Linked DNA regions of Mus musculus: region 2 is linked to region 1. A link is a contact called in public HiChIP or PLAC-seq data. All regions are on one chromosome and are shown on one strand. Each heading gives the region's core, a stretch centred on a gene start, on an enhancer-like site or on the middle of the called end of the contact. The rest is flanking DNA. Distances are from core to core; before and after follow the strand shown. Region 1 holds the start of Extl3 (exostosin-like glycosyltransferase 3). Region 2 holds the start of Ppp2r2a (protein phosphatase 2, regulatory subunit B, alpha).

The links. HiChIP or PLAC-seq counts read pairs in DNA pulled down with a chosen protein or histone mark.
Region 2: a contact with region 1 is called in an HNF4G HiChIP or PLAC-seq map of pancreatic cancer cells. The contact joins the promoter of Ppp2r2a here to the promoter of Extl3 in region 1. A contact is called at or near these places in 1 of 39 promoter capture datasets (pre-B cells) and 1 of 115 datasets of contacts at active chromatin or transcription factors (pancreatic cancer cells).

The regions. Positions count from the first base shown.
Region 1 is chr14:65,096,289-65,100,384 of GRCm38.p6, forward strand. It overlaps Extl3 (exostosin-like glycosyltransferase 3), which reads right to left and starts at 1,818. Exons shown (of 7, transcript NM_018788.3): 1 at 1,709-1,818. It overlaps Gm52119 (a long non-coding RNA gene), which reads left to right and starts at 3,082. Exons shown (of 3, transcript XR_003951142.1): 1 at 3,082-3,802.
Region 2 is chr14:67,070,484-67,074,579 of GRCm38.p6, forward strand. It overlaps Ppp2r2a (protein phosphatase 2, regulatory subunit B, alpha), which reads right to left and starts at 1,988. Exons shown (of 10, transcript NM_028032.3): 1 at 1,607-1,988. The coding sequence starts at 1,613.

The sequences.
Region 1 (4,096 bases), core at 568-3,067:
TAGGCTAGAGATCATGGCTTATAGCAGGCTGGCCTGGAACTCCTGGTGAGCCTCTTGCCTGCCTACACACCCCACACCCTGGTCTAGCGCCTTCACACAGCACAGCGTTTTCCAACCTGCACACTTCCTTCTGAAAGCTACTAGCCTATTTTAGACCTCCCCCTCTCTTCTAGAGTCCATTTTTCTCTCCCACCTGGTTACTGAGGTCTTTTACTCTCACAGGCAAAAAACAAAGCTCTCAGACCTAATCACTAAGAGATTCCAACAGACACCAGGTACTTAATAATGGTTTTTTCTTCTAGAAAGTGAGGATGAGAATAAACACACACACACACACACACACACACACACACACACACAAAGCTTTTTGTTAGTTCTACCTTCACCTTTGGTGTCCAAACTGGTGTCTCAAGGATTCTGAAGATGCTAGGTCTGGATTTGGTGGCTCCAGCTTTATAATCCCAACACTGCAGAGGCTGAAGCAACAGGCTCACCAAGAACTCCAGGTCAGCCTGGGCTACAGCGTGACCCTATCTCCAACAACCAAACAAAACAAAACACCCACACACAATTCTTAATAGCCACAATTCTAGGTCTCCTCCAGAAAGCATTCAGACTAACGTCAACTCTTCAGGCTCTTCAGGCTCTCCACGGGCAAAGATCTGGAAATCCTCACAGGAAATAGATATGTTTAACACACCAAGTAAGAGTTTAAGAAAGTGGTTTTTCTTTCATTACGATTTATATAAAAGTCCTCTGCTGGAATAAGCTGTTGAGAAAGTCTAGTTTCACTCAAGATTATCAATGCCCCAGGGAAGAACCACCATCCCAGACTCTACAGAGAGTTATAGTCATTGAGTCAGAGGGGAAAGCTAACTGTTGAGCAATAGACAGGAACCTCCAAGCCTGCTTGGATGGATGGATGGATGGATGGATGGGAAGGGAGGGAGGGTAGAAGAGAGAGGGTCAAGAAGTCCAGCCTTGAAATGCCAGACTCTCCAAGTGGAACAAGAACAAGACAAAAGTGAAGAACCGCTTACTGCCACCTCTTAAATCACATATTGACTTTCCTCTTCCCCAAAAGAAGAGGATCTATTAAAGGCCTTGAGAATTTAAAGAGCAGCGATCCAGGCTGGAGGCTGACACCCATCGACTTTCAGTGGGCTCAGGGCCGTGGATATCTCAACAGAGGCTAAGCAGCTGCTCACTATGGACTAGGGCAAACACTCGGTGCTGCCCAGCTTCTCGGGCTCTGACATGGGGCTGTCGCCAACAGAACAGTCACTCCATGTGGGGCGTCACGGGGACCCCCAATCCCTCAGCTGTGGCACACCCAGGCCCCGGGAGGACACAGAGCACAGCAACACCTGGACCCCTGGCAGGAAGTGGCCACCTGGAGAGAAGAGCCCGACGGGCAGCGGCGCGCAGCTGTGCCGAGGAGAAGCGGCCAGATGTGGGAGTGATCGCGGGGAGCTGAAGGCTGCGCTTCCACGGGAGATGTTCCCGTGGGCCGCTAGTGCCCGGCCCCAGCGGAGCGAGGCCCCCGCGCGGGGCAGGCCTACCCGGCTGCGCCGCCGCCGCAGCTCCCAGGCACCGCCGCTCGTGCCCCCGCCCGCCACAGCCGCAAGCTCAAGGCTGCCCGGTGCTTCCCACCAGCCTTTCCAGCCCTGCCCGGGTCCTCGGGCTTCCATGCCGCCCGGACTCCTACCGGCTTCCAGTCAGTAACGAGCCACCGCCGTTGCCTGCGTGAAAGTCCGCTTCCCACAAGCCGCTCTGGCCGCCGGCTGCGCGCCTCCCAGGCCGCGCCGGATCCTCCACTCCCCCTGCCGGCCGGATCCTCCACTCCCCCTGCCGGCCGGCGGCCATTTCCGACCCGCGCCGGCGGAACTTGCCGAAGATGGGCCGGAAACGGCCGAACCTGCGTCTGCCGAGCGAGAGGAAAGCGCAGAGACATTCGTGACTTTCCGGACGCGTCCGAAGGCACAGGCGGAGGGGGGCGGTGGGCTCTGCCCTCCTGGATCCCAGGCGCAGGCTGGGTGCCAGTGATTGTGAGAAGGGCCAGGAGCCTGGAGAAGAGGCCCCATTAATCTGGGTAACCCTCAACCTAAAAATAAGCCCATGCCCAAATGTGGTACCCCGTGCTAGCAATGACCCACAGTTCTGAAACACTTTTAAATATTTAGCTGCAAATAAAGGGCGGGGCTGAGTAGATGCTTAGGGGGAAAAAAAATCCCCGGCTTTGCAAAACAGATTAATCAACCTTGCAAGTTATGGACTAAAAGGAGTATCTTTTAAATACTTTAAAGCCAGGCTCTGTGGTTTGGGAATTGGGAAGACCCTTCTACTACAGAGAGAATATAGAGAGAAGGGGGGGCAGGGGCAGGGAGGGCTCAGAGGAGGCAGAGAGAGACCGGGGGGGGGGGGGGGGGGAGGAGGAGAAGGGAAGGAAAGAGGGAGGAGATAGGATCAATTTTAAAAGTAGCACGAGTTAATTTAGAAAACAGTTCAAACTCATCTATTAAAATTAACAATTGTAGTATAGTTTAAAGTCAGATTGCTTCTCCGTATTTATTTGAGTCCCCCAAAACAAGGCTATTGCCCCAGGGCTTCCTCCACAGAGTCCAGACACACCCAGCTAGGTTAGCTCATTTCCATCCCTGTGCTTGGGTGGTCTGTTACTTTAAGGAGAACTGCACCCCAGAGATGGTTTCACAGCTGCTGACCCTTCCACCTGCCCTTCTTGGGAGCACCCAGACCCAGTGCTCAGGACAGGGAGGCTGAGAAAACAGGATTCCACTCCCACGGCAGACTGAGTTAACCATTCCCTTTGCAAAACAAAACATTTTTAAAACCCTGACAGTTGATTTTCTGGAGCAGTCTCCTCATCTCCTGATCTCTCCACCCATCTCCAAGTCAGGCTCCGCTCTTTCCCTCATCTATCCTATTTTACTCTCTTGTAACTATGATAAAACACCACGACCAAAAGCAACTTGGGGAGGAAAGGGTTTATTAGGCGTACACATCCCAGTCACAGTTTATTATTGAAAGAAGCTGAAGCATAAACTTTAAAGCAGGGCAGGGCCCTTGGAGGCAGAAATTGAAACAGAGGCCTTGAAGTTAGGCTGTTCACTGGCTCGTTTCCCATGGCTGGCTCAGTTTTCTTTTTTTCTTTTTTTTTTTTTTTTCTTTTTTACACTAGAGACCACCTGCCCAAGGGTGGCTCTGTGCATAATAGGCTGGGTCTGCCCCAGACTTGCCCACAGGCCAATCTGATAGACGAGTTTCTCCCTTCCCCCCTTCCCTCCTCCCTCTCTCCACTTGGGGGAGAACATTTTGAGGTCTCCCTCTACATGGCTATTTTGGAACTCACTATGTAGACCCGGCTGGCCTGAAACTCACAAAGATCTGCCTGCCTCTGCTGGGATTAAAGGCACGTGCTACCCACCCATACCTGAGGTTCCCTCTTCTCAGAAGATCCTAGCTTGTGTCAAGTTGACAACAACTAACCATCGAACCATCCTTCCTCCTTCCCTTTCTGGGGACATGTAACGCTCCTCTCTCCCACTGATGAGCGCAGGAGGTAGAAATTGACTAGACAAGGCTGGGGCGCAGGGAGTGATCGGCCTTTTCTTGGCTAAAGGCTGGAAATAGGTCAAAGATGCCACAAGTGCCTAAGCCAAGTGCCACCAGGCTGGAGAGGCCAGGAAGGAGGTCGTCGTCTCCTACCCCTTTCCTGGACGCCATACTGAGGCTGTGACCCAAACTGCAAGGACCTCGACACCTGGCATGAAAGCTGAACTGGGTAACTCATCCTCTTTCCTGCCTCCATCCGCTAAAGCCCAATTAACTTGCAGGCAGTGACGCTGCTCAGTGGGGTTCCAGCCCCCGGGGGTTGGGGGGGAGAGGACCCTTCCCGCTGGACAGGAGCGTCTCTGTCTTTCTCTCCCAACAGTAGGTTTTTGGGTTTTTCCACCTAAATCTCACCCCCACTGTGGTACATGAATTTCATTCTTTGAATTTGGGAAATGAGAACCCGAAAGCATCTAGCTTGGTTTTGATGGCGGTTGAGTTTCCAGGATCCTCCCCTCTCAAGCTA
Region 2 (4,096 bases), core at 738-3,237, 2.0 Mb after region 1:
GGTACGAAATATCCAAAGACATACAGCCTACCAGTAATTATCATCATACAGATATTTAAAACCTCACTTCCACTTTTCCCTCTCCTTAAAGACAGTCAGAACCTTTCAAGTTAAAACCTACCAGGAAAAAACAAAAACAAAAACAAAACCAACCAAAGCACCAAAGTTAGTTTTCCTTTAAATGTACAAAAGGCCTACAAAAGAGTTATAAGGCTAAACTACCATGAAATATAGAACGAAGAGAAAACTTCGGGAACATTACTGCCTGAGAGGATGATTCATGTGGACTAAGCAAACACAACACCCATTTCTTTGCATTCGTTAGGAGCAAATCACTGGTTGCAGACAGAGGAAAAGGGGCGGAAATGCACGCCTGGGAAGAGATGGTCAAAGGAGGCTGCTCCTGCCACATTCACCTACTGCATCCAAAGGACCCAGAAAAAAGCAACCTTATTCGTTGCTCATCTCCTACAATACAGTTCCAATTATCATTTCATTGTTCAGCAAGGTCAAAGGGCAGCCTGTTTATATAGCAAACTGTAAACCAGTCCAGCATAACTTCTTTAAAGGTTCTATTATCTATGCAAATATTGAAAAGAAAGGAAAATTGGTTTAATCTCCGACACTCACTGCTCAGCACTGAAGAGGAAATGGGGGGATGGGGGCACCCCGGGATTTCTGGAAAAGAAACTCAATCTCAATCCAGAATTACTCTATGAGAGGAAGGGCTTCAAGACTAAATTGTACAAAGATAACCGACTCTCAAACGACATTAAACCTCGCTTTTCCTTTACCCATTCCTTGCTAAATTATTCTCAATCAGGCTTTCTCCCCCCGCACCCCCCCCGTCCCCCCTCAGCAAGGTTTTATAAAATCCCTCTCCCTTTGGCTATTTATATCGGCGAACTCCACAACTATTTTAACTCCAAGAAACCCTTCTGGGAAAAGGACATCTGCCCAAACGCTACCGTGCAAAATGCAAAGTTTAAATTACCTTTCTCTCCCACCCAGCCCCCACCCCAATCCTTGCAACTTCTATTAAAGGCTTAGCATTCGTGAGTGGCAAAAAAATAAGACACGGGAAGGGAGCAAAATCGAAAACGAAATTCAGGCTTACACCCTCAAAACCTGACCTACCCCATTAATGTTTGTGTGGTGCTGGGGGTTGGGGGGGGGGTGACCGTGAGTTGGGGGGGTGGGGGTATGCCTCCATTGTATTTTAACTTGCAAAGCTGTCTTCCTTCTTATCGGTCCAGAATACATTTCTACAGAAAGGTTCTCAGTAGACCGGGAAGAGGAATGAATATGTAAGGAAGAGCGGAGGGAGCAGGGTGCAGAGGGGACCCATCTGCACGCCTGCACCCGCCCCACCCACGCCGTCTCCCACCCCCAACGCACCCGTGCCGTGTTCCTGTAGTGCCAGGCCCCGGGCCCGGCCTCCAGGCCCCACAGTCCCAGCTCAGTGCCAGGCCCGCCCGCCCGCCCCACACTCGGCCAGCGCCCCAGGCCGAGGCCCCGCCACCACGGTCGCTAGGGGGTGACGGAGAGCGCGCAGAGGAAGCGGCACGGCACCCTGTCAGCCGCCCAAGGGCCGTTTCTTCTTTACCTGCCATGTCGCGCTGCAAATGGTGACCCTGCCGGGCTCGTCGGGGTCTCCGCGACCGGGGCTCAGCCCCCACACCTGGGGATGGGGGGATCGAGGGCGCGGATGGAGGCGGATGGCACCTGAGGGGGGAGGGGACCGGGACCGGGGCGGAAAGGAAGCGGCCCGGGTGGAGCGGTCGGCAGGATGGTGGCGTTCACTCAGGGGCGTCCCGTCTCGTGCTCCTTCTCTCGCGGTGGAGACGGCAGCGGCGGCAGTAGCGGCGGCGGCGGCGGTAGTAGTGGCGGCGGCAGCGGCGGCTAGGACAGCGACGGCGGCCGCGGCGGCAGGGACAGGCGACTCCACTTTCAAAATGGCGCCCGCTGGCTGGCCGGTGACGTCACTTGAGGGGGCGGAGCGTCTTTGGGGCGGGTCGTGCTGTGTTAGCCACGCCTCCTTCTTGTCTTGCTTTCGCCCCGCCCCGCCCGCTAGGATCCTTGAGAAGGTCCCTGTACAGAGCTAGAGCTGCACTTAGTTTGCTGTGGCTGTGGGCTGGATGTGCCAAGCCGCGGTGCCCAAGTGGCCAAGGCCTGGCCTGTCTGCACCTCTCACTGTCCCAAGCCGTAGAGCCAAGGCCGGAACTTTGGGATGGCCTCATATGTTCACTTATGCTCAACCACATGGTGAGCTGGCCCTCTCGAGAGAATACCCCTTTTGTTGCTCCAGTGACCCTGTGGGTGAGCCCCGGAGGCACCAAAATTAAGGGAGAGTGATGCATACTTGCCACTGCCTGCCCAAGGTGAGAGTTCACTGAGCCCAGAAGGACACAACTGGACTGGTTCCATCTGGGTGAATTAGGTTACCTTCCCATGGACTAGAGCCCTTGGCTACTGCGAGCAGTTAAGAATAGCTCGCCACAGAAATTGGATGTTGTGAATGCCGCAAAAAGTAGCCAAGGTCTTTTCAGATAAAAGTGGTAAAATCAATGATTAAGAAGGTATGTTCTGCTGGGCAGTGGTGGCATACACCTTTAATCCCAGCACTTGAGAGGCAGAGGCAGGCGGATTTCTGAGTTCAAGGCCAGCCTGGTCTACAGAGTGAGTTCCAGGGTAGCCGGGGCTACACAGAGAAACCCTGTCTTGAAAAACCAAAAGAAGAAGAAGAAGAAGGAGGAGAAGGAGGAGGAGGAGGAGGAGGAAAAAGAGGAGGAGGAGGAAGAGGAAGATATGTTCTTCTGGCCGTGGTGACACATTCCTATAATCTCAACAGCGCTTGTATTCATTTAAGAGGTTCTAGAGTTCAAGGACAGCTGAGTTTGAGGCTAGCCTGGGCTATCTATAGAAGACTCTGCCTAACATACATACATCAAACACATGCAAAAAATTAAAATAAATCCATTTAAATGTAGCCTCTTCCAGTCAGACTCTCTGACATTCCCCCCCCCCTTTCCTATTCACCTTTAACTAGGTCAAATGCCCTTTCTTAGTAGTGCCAAGCTCTCCTCCTAGAGAGAGGGAGGGGAAGGAGGCAGAGGCAAGCAGATTTCTGGAGGTCAGCCTGGTCTACAGAGCTAGTTCCAGGACAGCCAAGTCCACACAAAGAAACTCTGTCTTGAAAGACAGAAGGAGGGCTGGGTAGATGGCCTAGTGGTTAAGAGCACTGACTGCTTTCCCAAAGGTCCTGAGTTCAATTCCCAGCAGCCACATGGTGGCTCACAACCATCAGTAATGGGATCTGATTCCCTCTTCTGGTGTGCCTGAAGACAACAACAATGTACTCATCTTAAAACAGTTAAAAAAAGAAAGAAAGAAAGAAAGAAAGAAAGAAAGACAGGAGGAAGAGGAGGAGGAAAGAGAACAACAACAAAATGTGTCAGGTCCAAAGGAAACTTCCCAAACTGCAAAAGGCAGTTCAAATATCCAGAAATGAGCTCAGCCTGGACTATAGGAGGATTTCTGGAAGTTAGATTAAAAAAAAAAAAAAAAAAAAAAAAAAACAGCATTCTTCAGGAACTTGTGAAGCCAGGGGCCCTCTACCAAAAATGTCATTTCCCTCACTTCTGGCAAAAAGGAGATATAGCTACCTACGTTGCCTAACTGTATATCAAAGCACATGCTGGTATCCCAAGATCCTGTGGCACATTTCAGTCCACGCTAGTGTCCTGCCCTTCTTACCTCTCCTCTACTGTAAACTCCAGCCCTCGGGTGTTTCTCTCCCAAGCTACTCCTCCTTATGACCCTGCTATTCTGGCTGTTTCCTCTATATTTTATCCTCTGCTATTATTCTTCCCTCTCCGGCATGTTCAGTCTGTGCTCTGGACTCTTCCAGATGCCTCTGGCCACTCTCTCATATCTACAACAAAACCCTCCCCTTAACCAAACTATGAAGCAGTCATGTTGTCAGTTTATACAAATAGTCTCATAAAGTATAATGCACTTTTCTGTTTTCTTAAACCACATTAAAATGATCTCAGTCTGTGTCTGTTATTAGACAGAATTCTTTGAGGCTAGGAAG